Regions from separate parts of the Sus scrofa genome. Here all the other regions are linked to region 3. Evidence: chromatin contacts called from public Hi-C data. All regions are on one chromosome and are shown on one strand. Each heading gives the region's core, a stretch centred on a gene start, on an enhancer-like site or on the middle of the called end of the contact. The rest is flanking DNA. Distances are from core to core; before and after follow the strand shown. Region 1 holds the start of DGCR2 (integral membrane protein DGCR2/IDD). Region 2 holds the start of SLC25A1 (solute carrier family 25 member 1). Region 3 holds the start of C14H22orf39 (UPF0545 protein C22orf39 homolog).

Region 1 (4,416 bases), core at 1,088-3,587, 180 kb after region 3:
CCAAATTTATTCCCATGATGTAACCTCGTCGCTTGAGGACGGCAGCGTCATCCATGGTGCTGGGAGCACCCAGTGCCTCTGAGGCTGCCCTCTACATCCCTGCAGGACATGGGCCAGTGGCGTCCTCATTTACACTGTGGACAGAGAGTCCTCTGGGCTTGTCGGGCCTGCCGTCCCTGCCTCCTAGAGGCCAAGACTCCAGAGTGGAACCTTTGGCATTGTCTCCCAGGTGACTTAAGCGGGTGAAGTCATAAAGGAGGAGTGCCCTGGGGAATGAGGCTCTGGTCTGAGCCACTTAGACTTGGAACCCTAGGAGGCCGGCCAGTGGGCTGCAGCAGACCGAAGGCCAGCAGAGCGTGACCTCATGCTCTGCTGGGACCCAAGGTAGGAGGGGACTCAGAGGAGCGCATAGTTCTGCCTAAGCCTCCAAAGTGGAGCCAGGGCTACTGATGGATCGGTGGGCTGATTTCTGCAAGCTGAGGCATCCCTGGAAATGCAGGGCATGTACATGGTCCCATCAGTCTGAGGCTCAGTAGGAAATGGGAGTCGCTCTCAAGTTAGGGATCTCTGAGGTGGGCTACAGATATGGAGCAGAGGGTAGGGAACCCTGTTGTAGTAGCAGAACTGGAAGAAGGGCAGATGGTCACTAGGACCTGGGAGGAAGAGGGCAGAGAGGGCCACCTTGAGAGAAGCAGTGATCTCAGGTGGAGGCTTCAGGAGCCCATGGGGAAGGGGCTGGGGAGATGTCCCTGACCTAGAAGCCTTTGATAGTGTCCATGCAGGCAGTCTGCTGGGCACACAGCAGACCAAGAAGGCGGGTGGGGTGGTCAGGAGGGGCAAGGACTCCTGGCCCAGTGGTCACTGCAGCTTAGGAAGCTGGTGCTCTGCCCTCCCCCTGCATGGTTTAGGTGGACTTTTCACTTCCCTGTATGGCTCTCATCCAAAACTTTGCTGGTCTCTGACAGTGGCTCTGCAGGGGTTGGAGGTGACAGCTGGTAGGGCTTTCTACTCTTGACTGTGACTTCCCTTCTGGTGGTCTTCCCAGCTGTAGCCCTGGCTGGGCTCCCAGGGCAGGTGTGGGGCTGGGGGCAGAAGGCTGGGCCTGGATCCAGTACAGCAGCTGCTGGGGGAATGCTCCCTGAGGACATGCCTACAGGACAGTGTTAGGCAGGGACTGCCATTTCTACCAGTAGTGGGGCCTCTCTGCTGTGGGCCCCCTTTGTCCAGCATCTTCTCTGGGCCATGCCCTGAGGAGACAGGAGCAGGCAGGTCTGGTCTGGTCTTGGGGTTGATGTTGGTCAAACGCATCTGCAGGGAGTGGGTACTTCTCTCAGATGATTCTAAGTGTCCCTGGCTGGAATCCCGGGACATTCAGGATGAGCATGCCCTGAAAGGGCTCAGGGTAACTGCTCCTTGGAGTGAGCTGGGGGGTTGGAGGTGGGCCAGGTGGGTGCCTACCAACCTTGGCCCTATCTGGCCTTTGCTCCCATCCTCACCCTCTTCCCCAGCCCCGACACCCTGGGCCAGGCCTTGTGTGCGTGGCTGGTGGTCCTTCCTATCTCTGAGAACACCCCATCTGCTGTGTCCCCTCCCACGATGACAGGTGCATGGCCAGCACTTGGAGTATTGTCCCCACTGGCTTCCCTCCATGCACACAGGCCTGCTGTGGCAGCAGTTGTGCCAGCGTCCCTGCCTCCCCCCTTGTGTAGGCAGGGCCCTTCCTCCAGAGGCCGGCTTTGCTCACAGTCACTAGGATCTGGGCTTCCCTGTCACCTCTCCTTGGTGACCCTCCCTGAGGCTACTTCCTCCTCTGAAACATTTCAGTTGTGCGTGCGGGGGAAGCCACACACATGCATGTTCCCTACACGGTGGAACCGCCTTCAGAACCTCTTCATAGATAGTCCAGATTCCACTCCACAGCGGTTCCGCTTTAAAAAGACCACTTTGGGGTGCACTCTGTGACCGCTGACGAGACCTGGGCCATCTGGTGCCAGAGGTGTGAAGACCCTCGGTGTCCCACTAGCTCCCCCTGCGCACTGCCCCACTCCCTTCAGGCCACGCCCCCGGGCCGCGCCGGCCCATGAACGTCCCGCCCTTTCCGTGTCGGTCATCTAGGCCCCACCACCCCTGTCCCCCGTCCTAGGATCCGGGCCCTTTGGAGGCCGCGCCGCTGAGGCTCCGCCCCAAACACAACCTCTCTGCTCAGCCAATGGTACCCTTGACACTTCGTAACCCCGGCCGCCCTCGGGCCACGCCCCTTTCGGACACTGCGCTTGGGAGGGCACGGGCCACGCCCTTCTCGGAGCTCATTGGCCAGCGCCGCGTCGCGGGCGGGGGCGGGGCGGCGCGGACCGAGCAGGACAGCCGCCATCTTGCGCGGAGCTGGAGTCGGAGCCCGAGGCTGTGGCCGAGAGCGCGCGTCCCTCCGCCCCTCCCGGAGCTTTTTCCCGCCGCGTCCTCGTCCGGCCCGGCCCGGCCCGGCCTCCCCGTGGGGTCGCGCGGCCGCCCCGGGGACGATGAACGGAGGATAAATGGTGCCCAAGGCAGACAGCGGCGCCTTCCTGCTGCTTTTCCTTCTGGTGCTCACGGTCACCGAACCGCTGCGGCCAGGTGAGCGGCGGTGGGGGCGGGGCTGAACCCCGCGGGGCCGGCGCCGGGACCTTGGGGAGCCTGTGGACCCGCGTCCGCGCTTGACCGGAGCGAGAGCAGTGGGGGTCTGGCCGGGGGTCGCGGGGGCGGCTCGGGGCATCTGGTCTGCACGGTCGCTCGGCCTGTGAGCCCCCGAGCTGGGCCCTGGGAGTGCTCCTGGTCTGTGGTCCCCAGAGGCTTTCGGAGGGCCCCGGGAGCGTGTGTTTTCTGAGGAAGCCTGTGGTGGGGAGTCGGGGTTGCCGCAGCCGGAAGATCCCGGACAAGTCTACCTGTGTCTGACGGACCATCTCCTTCAACGAGAAAATCAATTCCCCAAAGACAGGGCCGATTTATCCGTCAGGAACAAGAGACCGGGTGCTTTAAGTGGCCTGCCAAAGTGTTTTCTTTGAAAATCAGTAGGAAGAAGCCCTGAACTTTTAGATAAAAGTAAATGTAATATGTACATATAAATTCATTCAACTTTGTACCAATGCAGTTGAAAAGCATGATTCTTGGTGCTCCCGCTGTGGCGCAACGGTATCGACGGCGTCTTGGGAGCCTTTGGGACACGGGCTCTATCCCCGGCCCTGCACAGTGGGTAGATCCAGCGTAGCTGAAGCTGCGGCTTGGGTCGTACTGTGGCTCCTATCTGATCCCTGGTCCAGAAGTTCCATATGCCGTGGAGCGGCCAAAAATGACAGACAAGAAGAGAGAAAGAAAAAAAAAGGGAGTTCACGTTGTGGCGCAGTGGTTAACGAATCCGACTAGGAACCATGAGGTTGAGGGTTCAATCCCTGCCCTTGCTCAGTGGGTTAAAGATCCGGCGTTGCCGTGAGCTGTGGTGTGGGTGGCAGACGCAGCTTGCATCCCGAGTTGCTGTGGCTCTGGCGTAGGCCAGTGGCTACAGCTCCGATTCAACCCCTAGCCTGGGAACCTCCATATGCCATAGGAGTGGCTCAAGAAAAGACAAAAAAAAAAAGGCTTTTTCTTAATGGAGGAGGGGGTCCATGCAGTGCCAAGGGCTGTCTTGTGTGAGTGCCATAGGACCCAGGTGTGTCCTCGCAGGCAGGGAGCACAGCATTGTGCAGGTCCCCACCAGGGTCGAATTCTGGGCACACTGTACTGCTCAATGTCTCTGCCCACACTCAACCTGGAGTCTCCAGTTATGTCTCTGGGCCCCCAGAGCAGATCTGGTTGTTCACGGTCAGGGATGTTCTCTGGGTAGGGGGACTGGTTGTGGGAAAGGAAGAGGCTTCCTGTGGAGGGGTACTGTCTAGGTTCTTGGGAACCAGAACCACTAGATTTGTGGAGTTTCGTGGTTAAGTTCTTTTGGAAACACAGGTACACCTGCAGAGAGGTGATAGTCGTCCCGTTTGACCCTGGGTCCTGATTTCTCACGTTATGTCACTGGACTCTGAGATGTGAAGCCACACGTCATACTTGACGTCCTTGGGGAGTCTCTGGTTCCAGGTCCAGCATCTCCTGCCTGGGCGATGGATATGACCGATGTCCCCAGCTCCTTTTCCTTTGCCATCTGTCTGCATATGCTGTCAACTGGCTAACAGCAATTCAGAAAGTGTCTTGGCATGCCCGTCACTAGGGATGCTCAAATGAAGAGAAATACTGTCCCTGTGGGGATTCCCTTCAGGTGTGGAAGCAGAGACTAGGTGTAAATCCATCCCAAGGTGGTGAGGCAGCGCCAGAGGTGGCCAGCTCTTCGCCCCTGCTTTGCAGGGACGGGTTTCTAGAGACCTCACAATCAGGTCTGAGTTGGGGCAGGAAACAAAC
Region 2 (4,424 bases), core at 1,739-4,238, 130 kb after region 3:
GAATGCGTAAGCCCTCCTGACCCCCGTCTCTGACGTGGGCCAGCCTGTCATTGTTTCCCCAGCCTCATGCAGCCAAGTGTCCCTTGTTCAGAATCCAGCTGCAGGAGTCCCGTTTGCTGGTCTTTCCACAGTTGCCGGCTGTCAGGCCCTTCCTCCCTGGCCACGTCATCATCCAGGCCAACCAGCTGGAGAAGCTGATGCCAGGGCCCAAGTCTGGCCCCAGCTGACCTCTGCTGGCTGCAGAGACAGCACCTAAATGCTGCAAGCAAAGGGGGGCTCCCTGAGGACATCTCTGCAGGAAAGCCCCTCCTCTGACAGGCAACCCCTCTATAAAGTCAGCCTGACTGGCATGTGCCATGGTACATACAACCTTGGGTGACTTGCTGAGAACAGGGGACCAGTGATGACAGAGACACAACCACACCCACCAGGTCTTAGGGACAGAGGCAAGAGTCCAGGAGAGACCTTTGGAAGGATGGGGTCTCTCTCCTGGTGCTGTGGGTATGCTTTTCTGTCGGGTCGTTGACAGGTGGATGCTGGTGTGTGCAGGGCCTGGGTCTCCATGGATCTGTGGTCACAACTGTGGGGTCGGTCAGGGCAGACTGGAGATGGGACTCTGCTCAAAGTGCTCTGTGACTCCCAGGGATCAGGGGCCTGTGAGCCTGTGATGGTGGCTGTCACCGAGGTCCAGGGCCACATGCTTTCCTGTTGCACAGAAGTTTGAGAAGTGAATGGTAAAGCAATTGAGAGGTAACGAAGCAGTCCAGAGGCCAGCAAGTAGAACACTCACTTGTTCAGCAAGTATCTAAGCACCTACTGTGTGCTGGGCATTATTCCTGGTAACATATCAGTGGGGAAAAAAAAAAAAAAAACAATTCAGAGGAGTTCCTGTCATGGCACAGTGGAAATGAATCCAACTAGTATCCATGAGGATGAAGGTTCCATCCCTGGCCTTGCTCAGTGGGTCTGGGATCCATTGTTGCTGTGAGCTGTGGTGTAGGCCACAGACACTGCTTGGATCCTACATTGCTGTGGCTGTGGTGTAGGCCAGCAGCTGTAGCTCCGATTCCACCCCTAGCCTGGGAACTTCCATATGTCCTGGGTGCGGCCCTAAAAAAGCGAAAAAAAAAAGCACCACAAAAACAGCCCAGTTGGGTTCACATTCAGTGAGACTAACAATCAGGCAGCAGACAATGTTTGCAGGGGATGTTCCAGAGGTGGGACAGGTGTGGAGGCCAGAGCAATGGTGGAGTTTCAAGAGGGGCCGTAGAGGAGCTAATTGAGAAGGCAGGGCTAAGCAGAGAGCCCTGGAGAGATTGAGGGCCCTGAACGTGGGGACATTTGAGGGAGGGTCAGCATCCAGGATCAAGAAGGGCTCTCGGGTAGGCGTGGGCATCAGGGGCACAGGCTGTCACTAGGCCTCAGGCCGCTGTTATCCCCAGACCACAATGTGTCCAACCTGCCACTCATGGCGTCACCTCACTGTTCCCTCCCCCACCATGTATCTTCACTGGCCTGTGGGTACTGCATGGGCAACCCCAGGGAAGCCTGGAGGAAGGGCAGGGGGCAGCTCATCTCCAGATGGCTGTCATGTGGGGTGGGGGGCAGGTGTCAGGTGACTGGTCTCCTTAGGAGGGGTGGGCAGCCCAGACTGGCTGAATGCAAGGAGCACTGAGGTGTCTTGGTGGTGTCCTTGTGTCCAGAGGATTCGGCTGCACTGGTGGCCTGTAGTCTGGCCACTGCTCCAGTGCACCTGGCAGTCAAGTACCCGCTGGAAGGCACTGGTCTGGAATAGCAATGGAATTCACCAGGGAGCCCCACTCCATCTCTGCCTGGTTCACTGTGGGTGACCTGTGCCAGCCTCAATAGTAACTCTGCTAGAGGCTGTGTGCTTGCAGGCTGTAGCTGGGTTCACACCTCCCACTACCTGTGTCCTCCTCTGTGGCATGATTCAGCGGGTCAGCCCTCTCCAAAGGCCCCACAACTCCCACTGCCCTTGCCTCCAGGCACCTTCTCTCTGGTGCCTGCCTCAGCCTCTGTGCACTCAGGACTGGTCTGACACCCTGCTCCTGGGGCCCCTGGCCACTCGGGGGCAGCAGGAGTCCTGCTCTCCCTCCGTAGGCCAAAGGCTGACAGCAGGCACTGCTGCAGGCCGGGACCTGCTGGCATACCCTGTGGGTATGCTGCCACCTCTCATGAGCGGCTTTGGAGGGTAGGGCACTGGGTGCAGTACCCTCTACAGGGTCCCCATCCTCCCCAAGGAGGGTGTCATCTCAGAAGCACAGAGAATCCAATGAGAGCAGGACGCCTGGATGTTATTTATCTTGCTGGGGCCCAGTGATGGCAGCCTTTGAGCCACAGCAGCCTGGGGCCGCCCGCGGTGACCCCTAACTGCCCGAGAAAACCGGCTGAGGCCGCCACGCAGGAGGCGGACTCTGACCTCCGGGCCCTGTGGCTGGAGCCTTCATTTCTGGCAAGGACTCCCGGGCGCATTAGGAGTGGGGGTGCCCTGCCACTCTGCGCTGACGGAGCTGCCTCTGCGGGTCACTTCGAGGACTGGCTGGACAACGTGTAACCTGCATTTTAAAGTCGGTTTACCAAGGCAGAGCTCCCCTGCTGGTGCTGGTGTGGGCCTAGAGGGGACAGAAGAGCAGGGAAAGCTCCTCCGGGTAGGGCACCCCGGGTGAGCAGGGCGCGTCGGGGGTCTTCTCCCCATCGTGTGCGCCGCTGGGAGCCCGGGAGTCCGTGAGCACGGATCCAGCGGCGCTGCGACCGCGCGGCGAATGGGGTGAGGGGTGGCCCGGAGGAGTGGCACCACCCTCCTGGAGGGGAGGGGGAGTCCCCACAAGTACCGGGGGAGGGGCTGTGGGGAGGAGAGGGCGGTGCCTGGTCGGTCCCCACGCGGCCATTGGCTGGGCCACCGGGCCTGCCCGGCCTCAGTTTCCCGCGGGCTCGGGGCGGGTCGGGGGCGGGGCCCGGCTCGGACCACGCGGGGCGGAGCTTGGGAGCGACGCGGTCGCCCAGCCCCGACCCATAACCGGCGCCGCCGCCGCGGTTGCGACCGAGCACGGCAGCTCGGACCCGAGGCCGCCGCCGGGCCCCCTGCCCCGTCCGCCATGGCCGACCCCCGCGCTCTTGCGGCCGCCGCGCCCGCGCCCGGGAAAGCCAAGCTCACACACCCGGGGAAGGCGATCCTGGCAGGTGGGGGCACGCGCACGCAGACCCCCGACCCCCACCCCGACCCCGCCGCGCTTCCGGGTGGCCCCGGACACGGGTTTTGCCGTGCTTCCGGGGGGGGTCCGGCCCCCGGCGCGTGTCCCCGGTGCACCCGGCCAGGACCGCGGTAGGGGCGTGGGCCCTGCTCCCCGGCGGCGGGCAAAGTCCGGGCGGGGCAGGGTGCGCCGGTGGGGAGGGGGAGGGGTCTCAGCTTGGTCCCCGTGCGTCCCTGCAGGCGGCCTGGCGGGCGGCATCGAAATCTGCATCACCTTCCCCACCGAGTACGTGAAGACGCAGCTGCAGCTGGACGAGCGCTCGCACCCGCCGCGCTACCGGGGCATCGGTGAGTCGGGGAGGCCGGCGGGGGCGGGCAGGCCGGCGGCCGGCAGGCGGGGTCGCTGACCGCCCCCTCCCCCAGGGGACTGCGTGCGGCAGACAGTCCGCAGCCATGGCGTCCTGGGCCTGTACCGCGGCCTCAGCTCCCTGCTCTACGGCTCCATCCCCAAGGCGGCTGTCAGGTGAGGCGGACTTGGCGACCCGGGGGCCACAGGAGGGAGCCCCGGCTCCGGGGTGGCCCATCTCATGCCTTTGCCTCTCGCTCTAGGTTCGGGACGTTCGAGTTTCTCAGCAACCACATGCGGGACGCCCAGGGACGGCTGGACAGCACGCGCGGGCTACTGTGCGGCCTGGGAGCCGGTGTGGCCGAGGCCGTGGTGGTTGTGTGCCCCATGGAGACTATCAAGGTGGGCAGGCCTGGGAAGTGACAGGCGTTCAGAGCGTGCTGGGGTGGCGGGGGTGGTGGTCTTGTGCCACGAGGAGACCATGAAGGTGGGTAGGTCCCGCAGGAGTTGGGCAAGGGGTTCTGCCTGCAGAGCCTGCGCAACGAAGCCCATAGGAATAGCTTCCTGTGGCCTGGACTTGATTCTAGAGGCAATGGTATAATGAGGTTTTAAAAACTTATAAAACAGAAGGTAACACGTGTTTGCTGCTTGAGTTGTAGGAAATACCAGCAAAAACGTTGGTAAGGTTGCCTCTTGCTCCAGGGACCAGCCAGGTGTCACAATGGCCAGGCATGCCCTTATGGTCCTGCCTTAGGAGCCAGCGCTTTTGCTGTCTTTTTTCTCAGGTGAAGTTCATCCATGACCAGACCTCTTCCAACCCCAAATACAGAGGATTCTTCCACGGGGTCAGAGAAATTGTGCGGGAAC
Region 3 (4,124 bases), core at 528-3,027:
GCTGCAATTTAAGTATTTGAGGAAGGGTGTTTCTATTTTGATTTTACAATGTTGGTTTGTTTGTTTTTTTCATCACTAAAAGACATTACTCGGAAAAGCTGATCTGAAAGCATTTCCACTTTTATTTTGATTTCATTTGGAAATAACTGCCTTCTTAATCAGTCTCTTCTGCTGTAAAACAACATGGTGAAGCACATATATGAGTATTAGAATAAATGAAAGCTAAAGAAGTGTTCTTTCTCCTTCCCTACCCACCACTCCCAGTTTTAATGTATTAAATCATTAAAGTTTCTGTTGGCCTGTCTTTATTTACTAGTATTAATTTAGTCTCACTTTCTATAATATGAGCTCTTTTGACATGTTAATCCAATTATTTTAATCTTTTGTTCCTTAAAACTAATTCTGAATCAAGAATTTCAAATAAAAACAGGCAATGATTAAAATCTGAATTGCCTCTAAATGTTTGATGAGGTACCAACATGAGTTGACAGTTGGGCCACTGACCCAGCTGGAGGGAGGCCTGCTTGCAGGTGCCGATCCAATCCTGTGCTTAGAAAAGAACTCTTCTGGGGGCTCCCTAAGAATATAGGGAGAAATGAGGTTCTCTGACCCCTGGGTGGGGATGGTCAGGCCCAGCAGGGTATTCCCTTGTTCCTACTTGTCTGAATGGAGCTCCCCTGCAGGACGATGGACCAGGGTTTACCCACATGTCCTAAGAATGAGCAAAGGTCATCATGGTGACCAGGGCTGGGCCCTCTGGTCCATACCACTGGCAATGAATGTGACCTACCTGACTGTCCACTTAAGGGGTCCTGGGGTCACTGGCAGAAGTCAAAGCCCTCCTTAGCGGGTAGACAGCCACAGTTTGCTGGATCACATCTGCTAACAGGTCATTTTATGCATAATGATTGTTAATGGAGCATGATTGTCCTGGGTTTTTGTCTTCTCTGAGCAACATCCACTGTGTAGACAAGGAAAGCCCTCCTGGTCCTTTCCTGGAGGCACACTCCCTGCTTGGGCCACAGGTGGACCCCATTGGTAGGTCTTCTGGTGACACAGTGGGGTGTTGTCTGTGGGCATGGTCGTCACTGCCGTACCCCGGCCTGCAGCTGGCCATAAACGATGTCTTCTCCGAGCTTGCTCTGTGAGCCAGCTTTCCCACCTGACCCAGTGTCACTCCCCAGGGAGCCAGGCATCCACCTTGCAAGGGGCCCCAGGGCCTGTACAAGGTTGGCAGGAGATGGAGAACCACCATCTGCAGCGGTGTCGCAGGCCCACCAGACTACTCCCCTTCGCTGTCATTGTCTCCTGGGCATCTGTGAACAAAGGTCCTGTCTCCCCAGACTCAGTGAGCATCGCCCCTAACACGACATCCGGACACCCACCCGCAGGGCTTGCTTTCCCCTCCGTGGCCTCATAGCCCGGCACATCCTGGACACTGGCGAGATTGCTGCAGCCAGAGACCTGGCCACGAGGCGCTGATGCCGGTTTGTGCTTACGAAATGTACAGGTCTTTTATGAAAATAAAGTTTCTGTTAAGAACCCGTCTGAACCGCGTGGTTCCGTCAGAAACGGCCTCTGTAGCCCAGCGCTTGCGGGCCAGAGCTGACGGCCGCTGTCACCACCTCAACGCAGCTCTGCGACCCGGGCGGCGCGCTCCGCTTACACCGGCCCTGCAGGCCCCGCCCCGGCCTCTAGGTCCCACTCCCCGCCCGCCCTCGGCTGTTATTGGCTGCTAACCCGGACGTCCTGTTCACCCGGCAAGCGGTGAGATCTCGGGGCTCATTGGTTCCTCCACCGTCAGTCACACGGCCCGCGGGCTCAGGAGGCGGGCTCAGCAGGCTCCTGGACATGGCGGAAGGCGGAGGCTGGCAGGTGATCGGTGGAGGTGCCGCGTCGGGCGGTGACTGGGTTCGGGAGGGGCGGACCGGCGGACGGTGACCGGGTTCGGGCCGCGCGGGGCGGGCACTGCGTCCCCGCTCACTCTCGGGTCCCCGCAGCCACCACGCCCGTGTGAGGCCTACCGAGCGGAGTGGGAGCTGTGCCGCAGCGCCGGGCACTTCCTGCACCATTACTACGTCCACGGGGAGAGGCCGGCCTGCGGGCAGTGGGGACGCGACCTGGCCAGCTGCCGCGAGTGGGAGGAGCGCCGCAGCGCCGAGGCCCAGGTGAGGCCCAGGTGATCTGCCTCGCCTGCAGAGAGTGGTTCTGCCGAACTCTGGAAGACGAGGACCAAGCCCAGCGGCGTCACCCAGCCGGGGGCACAAGAAGGCCTGACGCTGCAGGGAACAGGGGCCGGGCCGCAGGGGCTGCGGTGAGGATAGACCTGGCAGACTTTAAAAGAGGGGCTAGATCCTAGCCTCCACGCATGCTGGGACGCCTGCTTTGATTTACATCTTTAAAAGATCAGTGTGGCTGCCAGGGTGAGAGAATATAATGGTGGAGGCGTGGGAGACCAGTCAGGAGAGAGTTCTTGTCCATTCATTCAGCAGACACTGAACACTTTGGAAGGTCACAGCCCCTGTCCTGGCTCCTACATCCCAGTCTAGGATACAGGGGTGCCTTGGAGCCGGAGGGTGGGGGTAGGGGATGGAGTGAAGCTGTGAGTGGGCAGTGCTCATGGGGAGTTGGGGGTTTTCGGGGGAGGGAGCCAGCAGGACTAGTGTGTGTAAAAGAAAATGATGCCAAGTCTTGATAAGTGGAAAGTGGGAAAGATAGTTGTAGTTTCTATGGGAAGAATGCTGTATAATATTTTAAAGGTAGCTGTCATGTATCACTAAGAAAAATGGAAATGATTTTAGAGTAGAAAAGCAGGCAAGGAGCACAAAGAAATTCATTCTAAAAGGAAACCAAATGGTCTGGTATAGGATTGAAATGACAGTAAGTGGTTTCTGCCCAGTGGAATGTCCACAGGGGTTTGCAGAGTCAGGCACTTGGGCAGTGCTGATGGAATGTCAGGAGTTCTGATTATCTAAATGTCAAACACATACCTTTTAACCCCACAATTTTAACTCTGAAAGTTTATCCTAAGGAAGTAATTGGGTAACAAATTACAGGTTCAAAATGTGCATAGTGTCACTGTTTGTAATAGTGCAAAGACTGAAAGTGTCCTAAAGCCCAGTAATAGACATTTGACCAGATGATGTCTTCTCCATCATGGAGTATCACACAGCTCTTAAGAACAGGTAGTAATCCATCCCCATGTGCAGAGATACCCACAGTATGTCACTTAATGAGAAAAGCGAGATGTTCACTAGCCAGATTATTCCTTCCTTGGGAAACGTAATAGCTCTAAAATTTAGGCCTCAGATGGTATTGGGGAAGCTGTTGATTCACTGCAGAGATGGAGATCTAGGAGTCTTCCACATTGACTCTGTGTTTTTTATTTTTATTTTTTTAGGGCAGCACTGGCAGCATATGGAAGTTCCCAGACTAGGGGTCAAATTGCAGCTACAACTCCTGGCCTATGCCATGCAACTTGGGATCCAAGCCACGTCTGTGACCCACAGCACAGCTCATGGCAACGCCACATCCCTGACCCACTGTGCAAGGCCAGGGTAGAACCCCAATCCTCATGGATACTAGTTGGATTTGTTTCCGCCTCTCTACAACGGGAACTCCCCTCTGATTGTTTTTTAAATGAGATCAAAAACATCCCATATGAGACAGTAGGACTTGAACGAAAACAGGTGGAGGTGAAACTACACTTAAAGCAGCCAGCACAGCGCCTGCACCCAGTAGGCCCTGTCCTGGCTGTTATTGGTGGGAGTGGAACCTGTTGCCTGTGGGACTCCAGGCGTGTGTCCCTAGCATCACCCTTCCTCTAGCCACTCTTTCAGGCTGTCTTCTCCTGCTTAGCCCACAGCTGGTCCTAGCAGGTGAGTCTGGTAAGGTCAAGGGAAGGCATTGCACCCTGAGGCCCAGGAGGAAAGTTTTAAAATTTCCTTGAGAAGTTCCCGTTGTGGCACAGTGGAAACAAATCCGACTAGGAACCATGAGGTTGCGGGTTCAATCCCTGCCCTTGCTCAGTGGGTTAAGGATCCAGTGTTGCCATGAGCTATGGTGTAGTTGTGGTTGCGGCTCGGATCTGGCATTGCTGTGGCTCTGGCGTAGGCCAGTGGCTA

Evidence for each region. Hi-C and Micro-C count contacts between places; a contact is called where the count stands out from the background.
Region 1: a contact with region 3 is called in a Hi-C map of skeletal muscle, with 6 times the contacts expected there. The contact joins the promoter of DGCR2 here to the promoter of C14H22orf39 in region 3. A contact is called at or near these places in 2 of 47 Hi-C or Micro-C datasets (liver and skeletal muscle).
Region 2: a contact with region 3 is called in a Hi-C map of liver, with 7 times the contacts expected there. The contact joins the promoter of SLC25A1 here to the promoter of C14H22orf39 in region 3. A contact is called at or near these places in 1 of 5 promoter capture datasets (liver), 2 of 47 Hi-C or Micro-C datasets (epiblast stem cells and liver) and 2 of 2 datasets of contacts at active chromatin or transcription factors (alveolar macrophages and skeletal muscle).

What each region holds. Positions count from the first base shown.
Region 1 is chr14:50,933,524-50,937,939 of Sscrofa11.1, reverse strand. It overlaps DGCR2 (integral membrane protein DGCR2/IDD), which reads left to right and starts at 2,337. Exons shown (of 10, transcript XM_001929599.7): 1 at 2,337-2,610. The coding sequence starts at 2,532. TSSK1B (testis specific serine kinase 1B) reads right to left here and starts at 55. Exons shown (of 1, transcript NM_001287415.1): 1 at 1-55. The coding sequence starts at 55.
Region 2 is chr14:50,976,090-50,980,513 of Sscrofa11.1, reverse strand. SLC25A1 (solute carrier family 25 member 1) reads left to right here and starts at 2,988. Exons shown (of 9, transcript NM_001190189.1): 1 at 2,988-3,201; 2 at 3,452-3,559; 3 at 3,635-3,734; 4 at 3,821-3,959; 5 at 4,343-4,424. The coding sequence starts at 3,117.
Region 3 is chr14:51,110,038-51,114,161 of Sscrofa11.1, reverse strand. It overlaps C14H22orf39 (UPF0545 protein C22orf39 homolog), which reads left to right and starts at 1,777. Exons shown (of 3, transcript XM_001929616.6): 1 at 1,777-1,875; 2 at 2,001-2,168. The coding sequence starts at 1,852. It overlaps UFD1 (ubiquitin fusion degradation protein 1 homolog), which reads left to right. Exons shown (of 12, transcript XM_001929622.7): 12 at 1-304.